Regions from separate parts of the Mus musculus genome. Here all the other regions are linked to region 1. The links are chromatin contacts, called in public HiCAR-type, HiChIP or PLAC-seq and promoter capture Hi-C maps. All regions are on one chromosome and are shown on one strand. The core of a region is the stretch at or near the end of the contact, and the rest is flanking DNA. Distances in the headings are between cores, read along the strand shown.

What was found. Promoter capture Hi-C pulls out the DNA fragments that hold promoters and counts their contacts. HiCAR-type assays count read pairs that join an accessible place to other places. HiChIP or PLAC-seq counts read pairs in DNA pulled down with a chosen protein or histone mark.
Region 2: an H3K4me3 HiChIP or PLAC-seq map of embryonic stem cells shows a contact between it and region 1, with 10 times the contacts expected there. The contact joins the promoter of Bbc3 here to the promoter of Nova2 in region 1. A contact is called at or near these places in 2 of 39 promoter capture datasets (cranial neural crest and hippocampal neurons) and 3 of 115 datasets of contacts at active chromatin or transcription factors (embryonic forebrain and embryonic stem cells).
Region 3: a contact with region 1 is called in a HiCAR-type map of astrocytes, with 4 times the contacts expected there. The contact joins the promoter of Tmem160 here to the promoter of Nova2 in region 1. A contact is called at or near these places in 2 of 39 promoter capture datasets (cranial neural crest and hippocampal neurons) and 2 of 115 datasets of contacts at active chromatin or transcription factors (astrocytes and stem cell-derived neural progenitor cells).
Region 4: a contact with region 1 is called in a promoter capture Hi-C map of embryonic stem cells, with 4 times the contacts expected there. The contact joins the promoter of Arhgap35 here to the promoter of Nova2 in region 1. A contact is called at or near these places in 1 of 39 promoter capture datasets (embryonic stem cells), 3 of 115 datasets of contacts at active chromatin or transcription factors (astrocytes, embryonic stem cells and extraembryonic endoderm stem cells) and 1 of 9 other capture datasets (liver).

What each region holds. Positions count from the first base shown.
Region 1 is chr7:18,924,287-18,927,535 of GRCm38.p6, reverse strand. It overlaps Nova2 (NOVA alternative splicing regulator 2), which reads right to left and starts at 1,648. Exons shown (of 4, transcript NM_001029877.3): 1 at 1,372-1,648. The coding sequence starts at 1,456.
Region 2 is chr7:16,308,118-16,311,366 of GRCm38.p6, reverse strand. Bbc3 (BCL2 binding component 3) reads right to left here and starts at 1,784. Exons shown (of 4, transcript NM_133234.2): 1 at 1,506-1,784.
Region 3 is chr7:16,451,232-16,454,480 of GRCm38.p6, reverse strand. It overlaps Tmem160 (transmembrane protein 160), which reads right to left and starts at 1,702. Exons shown (of 3, transcript NM_026938.1): 1 at 1,311-1,702; 2 at 268-360. The coding sequence starts at 1,518.
Region 4 is chr7:16,613,318-16,616,566 of GRCm38.p6, reverse strand. Arhgap35 (Rho GTPase activating protein 35) reads left to right here and starts at 1,574. Exons shown (of 7, transcript NM_172739.4): 1 at 1,574-2,095. Gm29443 (predicted gene 29443) reads right to left here and starts at 2,743. Exons shown (of 3, transcript NR_136928.1): 1 at 2,615-2,743.

The sequences.
Region 1 (3,249 bases), core at 399-2,898:
CCGGATGGCACACGTAGAGGGCCCGTTTTGTGCAGCTGACACATCTCCGAGGCGTCTAACACTGAGCTGCCTCATACACGTGTGCACACACCCATGTCCTCTGCTCTTGTACACCCTGCATCTCCCCCACATCTCTAGCGTGACACACCCAGTTATTCTACACAGAGCTCTCTGTCTTATACACATCTACACAGTTTTGGGTGTCACACAACTCCAAGCTCCAGGGTGTTTTAAGCATATGTCCCCAGTCGCTTGGAACTCCATTTTTCCCCCCGATTTCCTTGGGAACACACCCTCCATGGGTTTCACTGAACCACAAGCCCCAGCTCTCCCTTTTCATCCCCCCATCCCCCCCAGTTACACACCCCCCTCTGATGTCACTATTGCACACCTCCATGTGTCACACCCAGCCTCTCTAGAGTCACACCTACACCCTTTTCCATGTCACATCCTAGCACCAGCTTCTACTGGTCCCACTCCACCCTATACACAGCGGTATCCCCCACACAGAACCCCTTTTCCCGGTCCACGAATGTTCTCACGGTTCACACCCAGAGTCCATCCTTTCTGCCTCCCTACACACCCCCCTGCATGTTACACACCCCCTCTCACTGGTGTGTCACAGGACAAGAGCCCCCTCCGGGCTGGTAAGCACCTTCCCTTGGAGGACCTCACATCCGGCTCTCTTTTACACACATACTCACACACCCCTACCCCGTCACATCCATGGTCCCTTAATGTCACATATCCAGGCCCTACACGACCCACCACGGATACACACCTGTCCTAGCCTTCCATCTCTTTCCCCTCCAGTTTTACACACCCACCCTTTCTTCCATGTCACCCAACACACCCACCCAGTCTGTCTCCATGCACGGTCCTGCATACTGTCCACACCCGCCCCTTTCCGGGACAACCCTTGTTCAGGACATCCCCAGGGAGTGAGGCTCAGAAGCTCTCGGTCCACAGGCCTGACTCTACTCCTTCCCCTCCCCCAACCGGGACACGCAAGCCCGAGGGAACACCCCTGCCCCGAAAGGGTCACATCACACACCCCTCAAGGACACACTGGCCCAGAAGGGACCCACGCCCCTCATCCTTGGTTCCCTCATACACCACAAGGACACTTACCACCCCCTCCCCCCCAGCCCCTTTCGTCGCAGACAAAGCTCTCAGCCCCCGGGGCCTCGGCGACAAGAGAAAGGGGTCCGTCCGGGTCCCCATCTCCTCGCGGAGGGGTGCCCCTCCCCTCCCTGAAGCACTTGCACCTGCCAGCCAGGGATGGGGGGGGATGATGGAGGACGGCGATGCCCCCTTCGGCGCGCGATCCCCCCCCACGCCCCACGCCGCGGTCCCTCAGCTTTGCCTCACCTCCCGTGTTGCTGCGCTTGGTGCAGACCACCTCGGGGGGCGTCTCGAGGGGTCTCTTGCGGGAATCCGGGGCCTCGGGCTCCATGGGGGGGGCCTGGGGCGGCGGCTGCTGCTGCTGCGGCGGCTGCGGCGGCGGCGGCGGCTGCTGTGGCGGCGGCGACGGCTGCTGGGGAGGCTGGGGCTGCGGCGGCGGCGGCGGCGGCGGGGGCGGCGGCGGCTGCGGGGCCGCGGAGGCCGTGAAGAGGCCGTGCACCGCGCCGGCGGCCATCATCCTCATGGTGGGGGGGCGGAGGAGGGGGAGGGGAGGGAGGGGGAGGGGAGGGGGCGGCGAGGAAGGGGGAGGGGAGCGGCGGGGAGGGAAGCGGGAGGGGGCTGGGGGGGGGAAGCGCTGACAGAGCTGGAGGACGGAGGGGAGCAGGGTGGAGAGGGTATGGGGGGTGGTCTGGGATGGAGAACTGAGGGGTGGGGTCCTGGTCTCTCAAAGATCACCGAAGCCGGTCACTGAGCCAGTGGGGTGCAGAGGTGTAGACAGGACACCCTCTCTGTACCCTTTCTTGAGGGCTCCCCACAGATGCGAGGGGCCGAGCCCCCCTCCCAAGGCCCTGCTCAGGGCGGGGGGCCGGAGATAAGAAGCGGAGGCGGTCGCTAGTGGGGGCCCGGGGGGCGGCGGGCGAGGGCAGCAGCAGAGACCGGGCTGCTGGTGGTGGTTGCTGGCCCGAGCATCTTCTCAGCTAGGCTCCTACAGCGTCCTGGCCCCTCCCACCCGCGCAAGGTCACGCCCATGGCAGTCAAGGCCACGCCCTTCTGCGCCCCCATTGGTCCATCCTTGAAGCCTGGGCCACGCCCATCACGCTTGGACGCTACAGACCTGACTACCCCCCCCTGCAGGGTATAATAAGGACCGCGAGGCTCCTCCACGCCTTCCTTCCTTACCCTTCACCCTTTTATTTGCGGAGGGGCGTGGCTGGACAGAGTGTAATATAGCCCAAGCTGGCTTTGAACTCACTATGTAGCTCAGGCTAGCTTTGACCTCCTGATTCTGCTGTTTCCATTCCCTGGCCCCCCAAGCGCTGGGATTAGAGGGATGTGCATGGCATCTCTAGCTACCTTTTGCTCCTAATGAGCATCACTTGTGCACTTGCCATGTGCCAGGAGTGGTTCTAAGAGATTCTTACTTGAATCCCACCGGGGAAAAACGATAGGATATACTTTTAGTATTCTGTCTTACAGATGAGGACACTGAGTCTTAGGAAGCCGAAGCAGCCAAGCTTGGCGCTCACTCATGTATCCCACTACTTGACAGTATGAGGCAGAATTGCCTTGAATCTAAGGATAAGCTGGGCTACAATGTAAGACCCTTTGTTTAAAAAAAAACAAACAACCAAATCAACAAGAAACAAAACAAACAAAAGAGAAAAGAAGAGGAAACAATGGGTAGGGGTCAAATGAGAAATGTACCTTCATGTCATCTGACTGTCAGCAAGGAAATTCCCCCTTTGGATGGTCCATCTCTCCATGAAGAGTGGACCTAAGACTGCTGTCGGGCTCCTGCGACTGAAATCAAGTTACAGCAAGTAACTGCCACAGAAGCCTGACTGGCGCTAGGTCCTATCAACGGTACTGACGGCCCACCCACTGAGTGACAGATACTGCCCTAGACCCTGGGACACAGCACAGAACAAAACGGCCTTAGTGCTTTGTAGAGTAAGTATTATCATTCTGGTCACTCGTTAGAAGATTTTGATTTTTCAGATGACAGAATGGAGGCTGCAGAGAGGCTTTTCCAAGGGCACACGGCTAGACAGAGAGAAAACTGGGATTTGGACAGAGGACAAGTCTAATTCCAGAGCCTGAAGCCATAGGAGGTTCTTCTCGGAG
Region 2 (3,249 bases), core at 535-3,034, 2.6 Mb after region 1:
GGGCAGCCACATCGGGAGGCACCAGCCGCAGCTGGTAGAAGCCATAGGTCCAGCCTCTACTCTCAGCCCCAATACACCACAGCCAACTGTCAGCCCCAGAAAACACACACACACACACACACACACACACACACAGAGCCCAGCAGCACACACACCTAATGCAGAGACAGAAAACACTGGCCTCACGTGACTGCTATAAACACTACAGAGAGAGAGCACCACATGACACATAGCCTGGATCACAGAGACAAACCCCTCAGACCCAAAACTCACTCTCACCCCCCCCTCTCTCTTTCTCACACACACACACACACACACACACACACACACACACACTGCATGCAGAGAGAGGGGCTGGCACTGAACCCGCTAGATCCCCCCCACCCCCAAAGCCCTTCATGCTCAGCGTGCCTTGTGTGCCTTTTGCTGCTCAGAAGTCACCCAGCGAGCGATCAGGCACTGGGTGGCATCCCATCCCAAAAGCTGGGTACAGCAGATGCTTGTCTTGGAGACACCCAGAGACAGCACGCGCGCGCGCGCATACACACACACACACACACACACACACACACACACACACACACGCAGCGCACACTTGGGCGAGACCCCTGCACAGCAACACAGCTCACTCAAGCGACACACAAACACAGCTCAAGTGCCCCGGTCGTCCGCACCACCACCACCAACACTACCAGGCAAGCGACAGATACAGATCCCCTTTTCACCCCTTAAGAGCACACGTATACAACTCTGGTTTGGGGGGTGGCCACCCACACCCGTAAACGGACAGGTGCACCCCACCCCGCAGACACGCGGGCAAGGACTCACGCAGACACCCCTCCGGGTGACAAACGCCAACATCTCGGTGTAGGGATACAAACTCGGGAGCCAAACACGAGCACACACACCCAGGCGAGACACCTGCAGATCCACAGCCCCGCACGCGCGGTCCCCGCCGCCCCTCCGCTGTCACAGCCCCCCCCCTCGACGCCGCCACGTGCGCCCGCCCCGCCCGCCCAGCGCGCGCGGGGCCAATAACCGGCTGTTGCTGGGGCGCAGCCCCCGCCCGCGGGAGCCACAGCCTCCGCCGCCCCCTGTCGCCGCCCCCGGCGGGCGCGCGCTCTGGGTGTGGCCGATCCTCGGTGCCACCCCCCACCCCAACCCTCCCGCAGTGGGACTCGGGGGACTCGAGCGAGCCCGGGGCCACGCTCCTCCCAGGTCTCACTAGCCACCAGGGGGCGCGGGCGAGCCCGAACCCCATTGTTTGTAAACAAACCCGCCAGACCGCTGTGGCACCTGTGCGCCCAGACAGGGCGCCCTGAGTCCCAGGTGCTTCCTTCCCGCCCGCCTGGCCCAGCCTTAGTCCCAGTGATGAAAGCTGGGGCACAAGCTGCGGGAATGCAAGGCGACCGTCCTATCGGCCCGTGCACCCCGTCACCTCCTCCAGGGAGCCCTCCGGGCCTTGCCGCTCGTAAGCAGCTTCGGGAATCGGGGTGCTCACTCACCCCGGGGGCATGAACACTCCGGAGAAAGGAGGCGATGGGGTGGCGGGCGGTTGCCTTCTGGAGGGCTCGCCCGCCGAGTGGGTTGCTATTGAGGCACCTTGCTGCTGCTCCTGCTGCTCTAACTGCAGTGACTGCTGCTGCTTCTGGAGTCTTCGTGTCCGGATCACCGCTGCTGCTGCTTGCTTGCTGGTGTCGCCGCCGCCTCCTGGGCTCCCCGCTCGCATGTGGCTCTATGCCGCGTCTCAGGCCTCCCGGCAGATCCCCGGGCCCCGCTCGCTCGGCGGCCGCCCCGCCCCGCCTCTCGCTGGCTCCCACGCCCCGCCCCCGCGTGACGCCAGGGCCCCGCCCGCGGCTGGGGACAAGTCGGGGCTTGCAGTCGGGCGCCGCGCCCCCTACCTCGGCGCGGGGGGTTTCCCGGCAGCCAGAGGGGCGGGGCGAGGCCTGGTCCAGGCAGGAGGAGCAGCGTGGGGACAGCCCAGACCTAGGGTGTCCGGACACACGCTTGACACACTGACACACTGACTGGGACCCACACCCACACCTGAGGAGTACGCTCAGACTAACGGACTGGCACGCCAGGGTGCACTGAGTCAGTGATGACTGAGCCACAGGGACACAAAGTCAGACCAGAGGCACAGATACACATCAGGACAAGGGCCTGGACACACGAGCTCACACAGACCCAGACATCCAGATTATCTTACTTACTGGCTCACTGGGTCACACACAGACAGTGACAACCCAAAACGTAGTTGCACAAACAATATTCAAACAGTCTCCGACGCACAAACCCGTGTCCCCAGATGCCTAGGGCATTCACACTACACTAAAGGCTGACCCCTTCTCAGAACAACTTCCTGGCAGGTTCAGAGGGACACACACTCCAATCCAAATAGCACTCTCAGGCTGACACCCGCAATAGCTGAAGCACAGCCACTAGACTGCACTGGCTGACCCTACAAAACATGCCAGTCACATACAGAAGAAACTGAGCCCAGACCTGTGCTCACAAAGTCACTCCTGAGACAGGTTCCTGCTAAATGGCTTGATGGCGGGTTACACTCGTGAACTTAAACACCTGGCCCGCCTGGCGTAATACCCATCTGGCACTGGACAAATGGGGAAGAGGCAGCCCTGTGCTCCTGGCACAGACATGCCCGGGCAGCCCCCTGCACCCTATTTCATCCTGTCTGTTGTTTCTGTTTCCTTTCCCTTTTCTAAAAGTCATTTATTTCCCTTCCCTTTTGAAACAGTGACCCTTCCTCCTCCCAAGCCGTAGACATCTCTCACGGCACTTGACAGACTCTCTGTCTCACCCAAACTGTCACCAAACTTACTGAGTATATTACTTACCTATGGGTGCCCAGCACTGGGCCCGCTGTGAAAGGGTGTCACACAGCCATGTGAGATAAGACACTTGTTAAAGAAATAAACATAGTCACTTACACCTGTCTTCCCAGCACTTCCAGAGGATAAAGCAGGAATGTGGTTGCAAGGTTGGAGTCTGTCTGAGTTACATAGTGAGTTCCAGGCCCCCCCCTTTTTTTTTTTTTCTTTTTTGGTTTTTCAAGACAGGGTTTCTCTGTGTAGCCCTGGATGTCCTGGAACTCAGTTTGTAGACCAGGCTGGCCTCAAACTCAGAAATCTACCTGCCTTTGCCTCCCAAGTGCTGGGATTAAAGGCATGCACCACCACTGTCCAGCTTGTTTGTTTGTTTGTTTGTTTGTTTGTTTGTTTGAGACAG
Region 3 (3,249 bases), core at 453-2,952, 2.5 Mb after region 1:
AGTATGTGAGACTTGGAGGAGAAATTCAATATCCAAAGGGGCTGGTCTGGGGTATAAACAAAGGTGTCCACATAAGTCAAGGCTACTTGGAAACTGTCTGGTGGACTCCTCACAATGCCGATGAAGGAGGTGTAAGAGGAGATGTAACTAGTGAGGCAAGAGAAAATGGAGGGAGTGCTCTCCTTTTCCAACTGTTAGGGTAGGAGGACTCAGAACTGGAGGAAAAGGGGGAGGGGCCCATTTCCCATAGGGATGGTCTGTACTCACCATAGGCAGCTTCCCGGCCCATGTCACTCTGCATGAAGGAGATGACCCCAATGCCGGATGACAGAAGTCCATTTCGGAACCAGGAGAGAAAAGCTGCGGGGAGTTGGGGGATGGAGCTCTGCATCAGCAAGCCCTGCTTCCTAGATCCCCTCTCACCCTATTCAGCCACAAGACAAAAGTATTCTAGATGCGGATCCCTTCCGGGAAGCCCCATGCAAGTCCCATTCCTTTACCCTTCTGTCCCAGACGTTCAAAATCTAGAGCACGAATTGAAGTTTGAGGATAGAAAGTCTTCCCAAGTCTTCCCTTGTGCATCCTGCGGTCTTCCCTCTCTCCCTCAGACCTCTGGGACAAACTTCTCCAGCCTGTCCCTTCCCCTGTGTGGTAACCGCTCCTACCTAGCATGGCCTCATCCTTGCGTCCACACCTCCCCACCACTCAAGTACCTGAGTGCTGCCAAAAGGCTGTTCCCACTACTAGCCCCATTCAACACCAGACCAGCTCCAATCTCTCAACTCATTGCCTCGTTTGAGATTCCTCCCTCTGCAGTCTAGATCACCTCTCCCTCCAATCAGCAGCCACCTTCTCTACCATTGGTTACACGCTGGTCCAATCCGGAACTTCCCCATCTTCTGCGGGTAGCCACACTCTTGTTTTATTCCAAGTGGTCCCCTCTGTCTGTAATCCTAACGGATACCCCTGTCTCAAGCAACTTGTTCCCTCCCAGCTGCCTCTGGAACGGTCTCTCACCTAGGCAGTGTGGTGCTGCCAACTACTTCTTCCTAACCGTAGCCTCCTCCCCACCCCCACTAATCCCTGCTGTACCCCTTTAGCCAGGACCCGAAAGATGGTGTCCTATGCGGCCAGGCTGCAAAATCTCCAACCCCCAACACCGGTTCCCTGCGCTCACATGAGGAAGCTGCCCCCGCTGAGCACAGGCCCTGTTCCCAGCAGATGCTTGCCTTACTCTGGCCACCCACTCCCACGTGCACATTGAAACCCCTCTCCTTGTAGCGCGAACGACCCCGGCCCCTGCCACTGACCTGTCTCATGTGCCTTGCGGAGGAGCCAAGCGTCCGCGCGATCCAGCTCGGACACTGGAGGCGGCGACGCTCCCGCGCGTGGCCCGTGGCCCGGGGCGAAGGACCCGCGCGCGCCCCCGCTGCGGGGCCGCTGAGGAGGCTGCAGAGACCCCCGGAAGCGCAGGCGGGCCAGGCGCGCGACCCGAGCCCACCACCAGCCGCCTCCCATGGCTCGCAATGGGGCCGCGACACCAGCTCCGCCCCACGGGCCTACTGTAGGCTGGAGGTCACATCACTCATGAGGAGCGACACAACCATTGGTGATCTGCCCGCAACTCTATCCCGGAACGCAATACCTATTGGTGTATCTGGCTGTGTCTCCACTTCAGTTATATGTGCCGGTAGTGTGTGACCCACCTTATTTTTATCATCAGACTACAAATCCCAGAGATCAATGTACGGCAGGCAGTTCGACCTGCAGAAGGGTGCGGCGGAATATCTGCTGGGACTTGTAGTTTCAAAAAAGTTAATGCTCTCAACAGCCAGGAAACAAAACTTGTACTAGTTGCTTAGACTAGTTGCAAAACTGTGGTGAACTCACGGAAACAACTACCAGTTACCTCACTAAAGAGGACACATAACTATTTTGTTGTATTCCTCTTCAGTTTTTCTTCTATGCAGATTTTAATAAGATGTCATTTCTGGAAATTCATTCCTGTCTTTACTTAGATTCTTTCCAAAACGTTATTACCGGTACTGGGACTCAAACTTAGTGAGAGTGGCCGAGAGAGTATTTAACAGAAGAGAGACTGCAGAGGAGAAGCAGAGGAGGGGACAGAAGCAACAGACTCAAGACCTGGCAAAGATCTTGATAGCAGCCACAGCCAAACCACGGGACACATAAGAAATGCCTAAAACAGATAGTCTCAGGAGAAGGAGATAAGAGGGAGGGGGCTAAAGATCAAAGGTGCCCCTCCCAAGCCCAGGGCAGCCCTAAAGGTGAAAGGGAACCCAACAACTTGTTTGTAGATAATAAAGTTGAACTTTCTGCCTTGCTAAAACCTGAAGGTAAAGTCTCCTCATCAGTTTATAAGTGACTTTCAGTGGCAACAGAAACAAAAGAAACAACCAAGACCTCTTAGGGGCCCTGAAAAGTTCGGACTATTGTGCCTCCTCTAAGAAGGCTTTACTTTGCTAACTACAGGTGACCTCCCTAGAGCCAGGGGACTCAGGGCCTTGGCATCAGACAATGGCCAATCTGTCACCAATTGCCAGAAGCCGACCCCCACCTTGTGTATACACCAGTGCAGCAATGGCCTCCTGGTTAAAGATGACGCCAGGGTGACTCATTACCAGCCTCTCTTCTTGAATGCCCCAGGATGACTTTTCAGCTGCCCTGCTGCCTGACCCTGACCTTGATCGGTGGGCCTCTGCATGACTGCTCAGATCATATGTGCAGAGCCACTCCGGACAGGAGTATCAACCCACAAAGCTGAACTGGTGGCAGCTCTGACCAAGGCGTTACAGCTGAGAAAAGACAAGAGACACAGATAGCCAGTGTGCCTTTGCTACTGCTGATATCTATGGGACTATTTATATAGAGAGAGGCCTTCTGGCGGCAGAAGGACAGACTAAACTCCGTCCCAGAGGGCAGTGAGACAGCCCAGTGAGTGACCCTAAAAATTGGGCTCCTCATGTCCTTGATTGCCCTAGACCCAGGAAACCTCATACTCTCTGATCAGACAGAAGATGTGATCTGAGCCAAAACCCTGTCCATGTCTCAGTGTCCTAAGAGATGATGGAGGACAGCTAGCTGATCACAAACTAATTGTACCAGAGAAAATGGGTATACGCATACTGAAAAAGATTCAATGTTCTTCACACATAGGATGCCAGAGAATGCAGGACTTAGTCTACCAGTCCCTCATCATAATTAAAGATGCCAGTCTGAAAACAGCTG
Region 4 (3,249 bases), core at 325-2,824, 2.3 Mb after region 1:
TAATGAGAGGCTTCATTTGTTGGGGTGTTTTAAAATTTGAGCACATGTAAACTTTTTTTTCAGAATATGAAAATTCATTACTGTGTTTCCACTGTAAAATTTTATGATATTGATTTTTCCTTCTTGCCTTTGTAGAGAGCCAAAAGAGACATACATACTGGCTGCCTTAACCACCTTAAAGCAGACTCCAGGAATATCACCCACAGCATGACCTTTTTGACTTCATGAAGTTCTGGCTGCTGGATTTGGTCGAGCCCATGTAATTTTATTTAGCAATGCTTACTGCGTACTCAATACGTGTAGGTCACTCCTTTACACCCCACCCTCATTTAGAGACACAGTAGTTCCCTCTTAACTCCCCTGTTGCTTTCTGATGTTTCAGTTACCGGTGGCTAGGAGGGTCACATCCACATTTCTCTTATTACAGCGTAATATATATTCATCGTTTTTCTATTGTTGTGGGTAATCCTCTGCTAAGAGTAATCCATCAGCTATTATAGATATTAATGTATAAGGGAGATCGCCCATATTTTACTGGGTTCTAGTAGTTCGAGGATTCCCACCATGAATCGTGGCCATAGGGCCTATTATACCTCATTCGATTCTCCAAGCGACCCTTTGGAGTTCAGTATTGTTATCCCACTTTACAGATGAAAAGCCTGGAAAGAAGTGCAAGGCTGGATCGGAAACACGTGCTTCCTTCAGGCATTCCACACTCTGTGAGGCGCCGGGAAAGCCTGTCTTTCACAATCCATCCTTCCGGAGGGCTCCCAGAGGAATACAGAGTTAGAGGGGAGCCCTCTTACATCACCATTCCCCCTGCAAGCACCCAAAGTGACATGTGGTTTGCTGTCATTTGCCCGATGCTGACTTGGGAGACTAGGGCTGCAATGCAGGGCCTGTCCTTCCTCTGCCCGAGACCAAGCACTGGGAGAAATCACCAGTAACTTGTATCAACGCGCCTGGCCCACAGGTTTTTCTTCAGCGCCCGGGAAAGAGCACGTGCCCCCTGTCCCCGCCCACTCTTTTGGGCTGGCCAACGGCGAGCCTGGGTTGGGCTGTGAAGGACCACGCCCCCTTCCCTCGCCCAATTGGTTCACTCGCTGGGTACGCTCCCTCCTTCACAGCCCCGCCTCGCCACCCCACGTTACGTCTGTCCCCCCAACCCCCTCCGTTATCCCGAAGCTGCGGCTCCAGGAGGCGAACCCACCTCCCTCTGCCTTCCATTGGTTAGTGAGGTCCCGCGCGAGCGGGATGGAGCCCTAAGTCCCCGCCCTCACGAGCCGGGCCAAGCCTCTCAGAGATGGCTTTCTCTTGGAGCCGGCGCGGTGTGGGGAGGGGCGGCGGGTACTGCAGCCTGGAACGCGCGACGCCGTGCGCGCCCCCCTTGCGGGCTCCTCCCTCCCTTCGGTGGCTTCGCAGGCTGCAGCCGTCTCTGCGCACGCGCACTCAGCCCACCCCGCGCCCTCCTGTGCCAGTTCGCGGGTGTCCGTCCTCGCGCTGTGTAAATCTGGCGCCGCAGCCGCTGAGGTAGCGGCGTTTTCCTCAGGCGCGCACGCGCACTCGCGCCCTCGGTGTCCGCGCGTGCCTGTCCTCCCGGCCTACGGTCCTCGCGGTGCGCTCGGCCCACAGGGCCGTTATCCACTTCCCAACCCCAGCCCCAGCATCTCTCGCCCCTCAGAAACGCACGCGCACTTGCGAGAGGGTCTCCAGTACGCGCACGGCCGCGGCGGCCGCAGGAAGGAGGCGACAACGCCGCTGCCGCCGCCGCCGCCGCCGCCGCCATTGCGCGGGAGGGAGGGAACGAGCGAGCGAGCGAGGCTGGTCCGCCCTCCCCCTGGTTCCCGCCCCTCCCCCCTTCCCCTCCCCGCCCCCCGCCCCGAGGGAGAGCCGCGGCGCGGCGGGAGGAGGAGGTGGAGGAGGCGGAGGAGGGAGCCCGCGAGGGAGGGTCCGCCCGGCCCCCCGCCGCCGGAGCCGCCACCGCCGCCTCAGCCGCCTCAGGAACGAGTCGCTAGGGGAACATGGCGCCGGGCCCGCCGTCGCTGCGGCTGGGATCGCGGAGGCCGGGGCCGCGCTGAGTGCGCCCCCGAGACTGGTAAGTGTCTCGTAGCTGGCGGAGGGGAATGTGGGGACGGGCGAGGCGCCGGGCGCCGCCCCGCTGCGGGATCCAAGGGTGGGGGGAAAGGCGGGGACCGCGGGGCCCGGAGCCCGCGAACAATGGAGGAGCCGGAGGGGGAGGGGTGGGAGCGCCCCCCCCAGCGCCCCGCGGTCCCCGCGTCCCGGCCGCTGCATGCCCGGGCCCGGCCCGCGCGGCCCGCCTTGCCCTTCCTATTCGCTAGTGTCCCCGCAGCCCTGCAATCCCGGCGTCTGCCTCCACACACGCCCCACCAAACCCGGTGAAGGATCTCGGTGTCTCTCAGCCTCCACTCGAGATACCCGACTCCCAATTCTGAGCCGTCTTCTTTCCCACTTCCTCCCCCACCCCGACCCCCAGTCATACCTACTTCGCCACCTCCTGGAGTCGGCTGTGCTCCTGGGACAGTCTACCTCCTCATTGACCCCTCAGTATCCCCTCTGACGCTCACTTTGAATATCCGTGGCCCTTCTACCTTACCTGTTTTCTGCTAGCATCACTTTTGGGAGGAAATCCCCATTCTCCTTCTTTGGCCTATTTACTGTTATTATCCCTGCGGTAGAACATCTTGCATCCCCAGGAGCTGTCCCTTTAGGACCTGCGGTTCCACCTCCGTGGAGATCCGTATTGGTCTGTTGATACAGGCACTGCTCTACTGCCCTCCCGGTCTTGGCTTTGGACATAATTCCTCCTTGTATTTGGGCCCAACTGCCCCATATTTTGCCGGGTCGCAACACTGAACCTTCTGCACCTCCTAGGATGTCCCTAAGCTCCTTCTCCTACGGTTCTCAGATTCTGATGCGCCTTGCTCGCTTCCTTCCCTTCTCAGTGCTTGCTCCCATTTTGCCATTCAGACCCTGTCCTCTTTTCCAGACCCTTCTGCCTGCCAACTCTGCCCCTGTGCAGGCGCTCTGATCTTGCATGCACTCCCCTGTGGTGCCTGGCTTTTTGCCCTCTTCTTTTTACCCCCTTTTCTGTCCCTTAGGGTGTCTCATTTTTGCCATTTCCTTTAGCAGACCTCTGCCCTAACCCTGACTACTCAGTTGTACTCTCTCTGCACCTCTATTCTCGTTGAGTTTCCTCTCTTTCCCACCTTTATTTCAATGCCCCTCTGC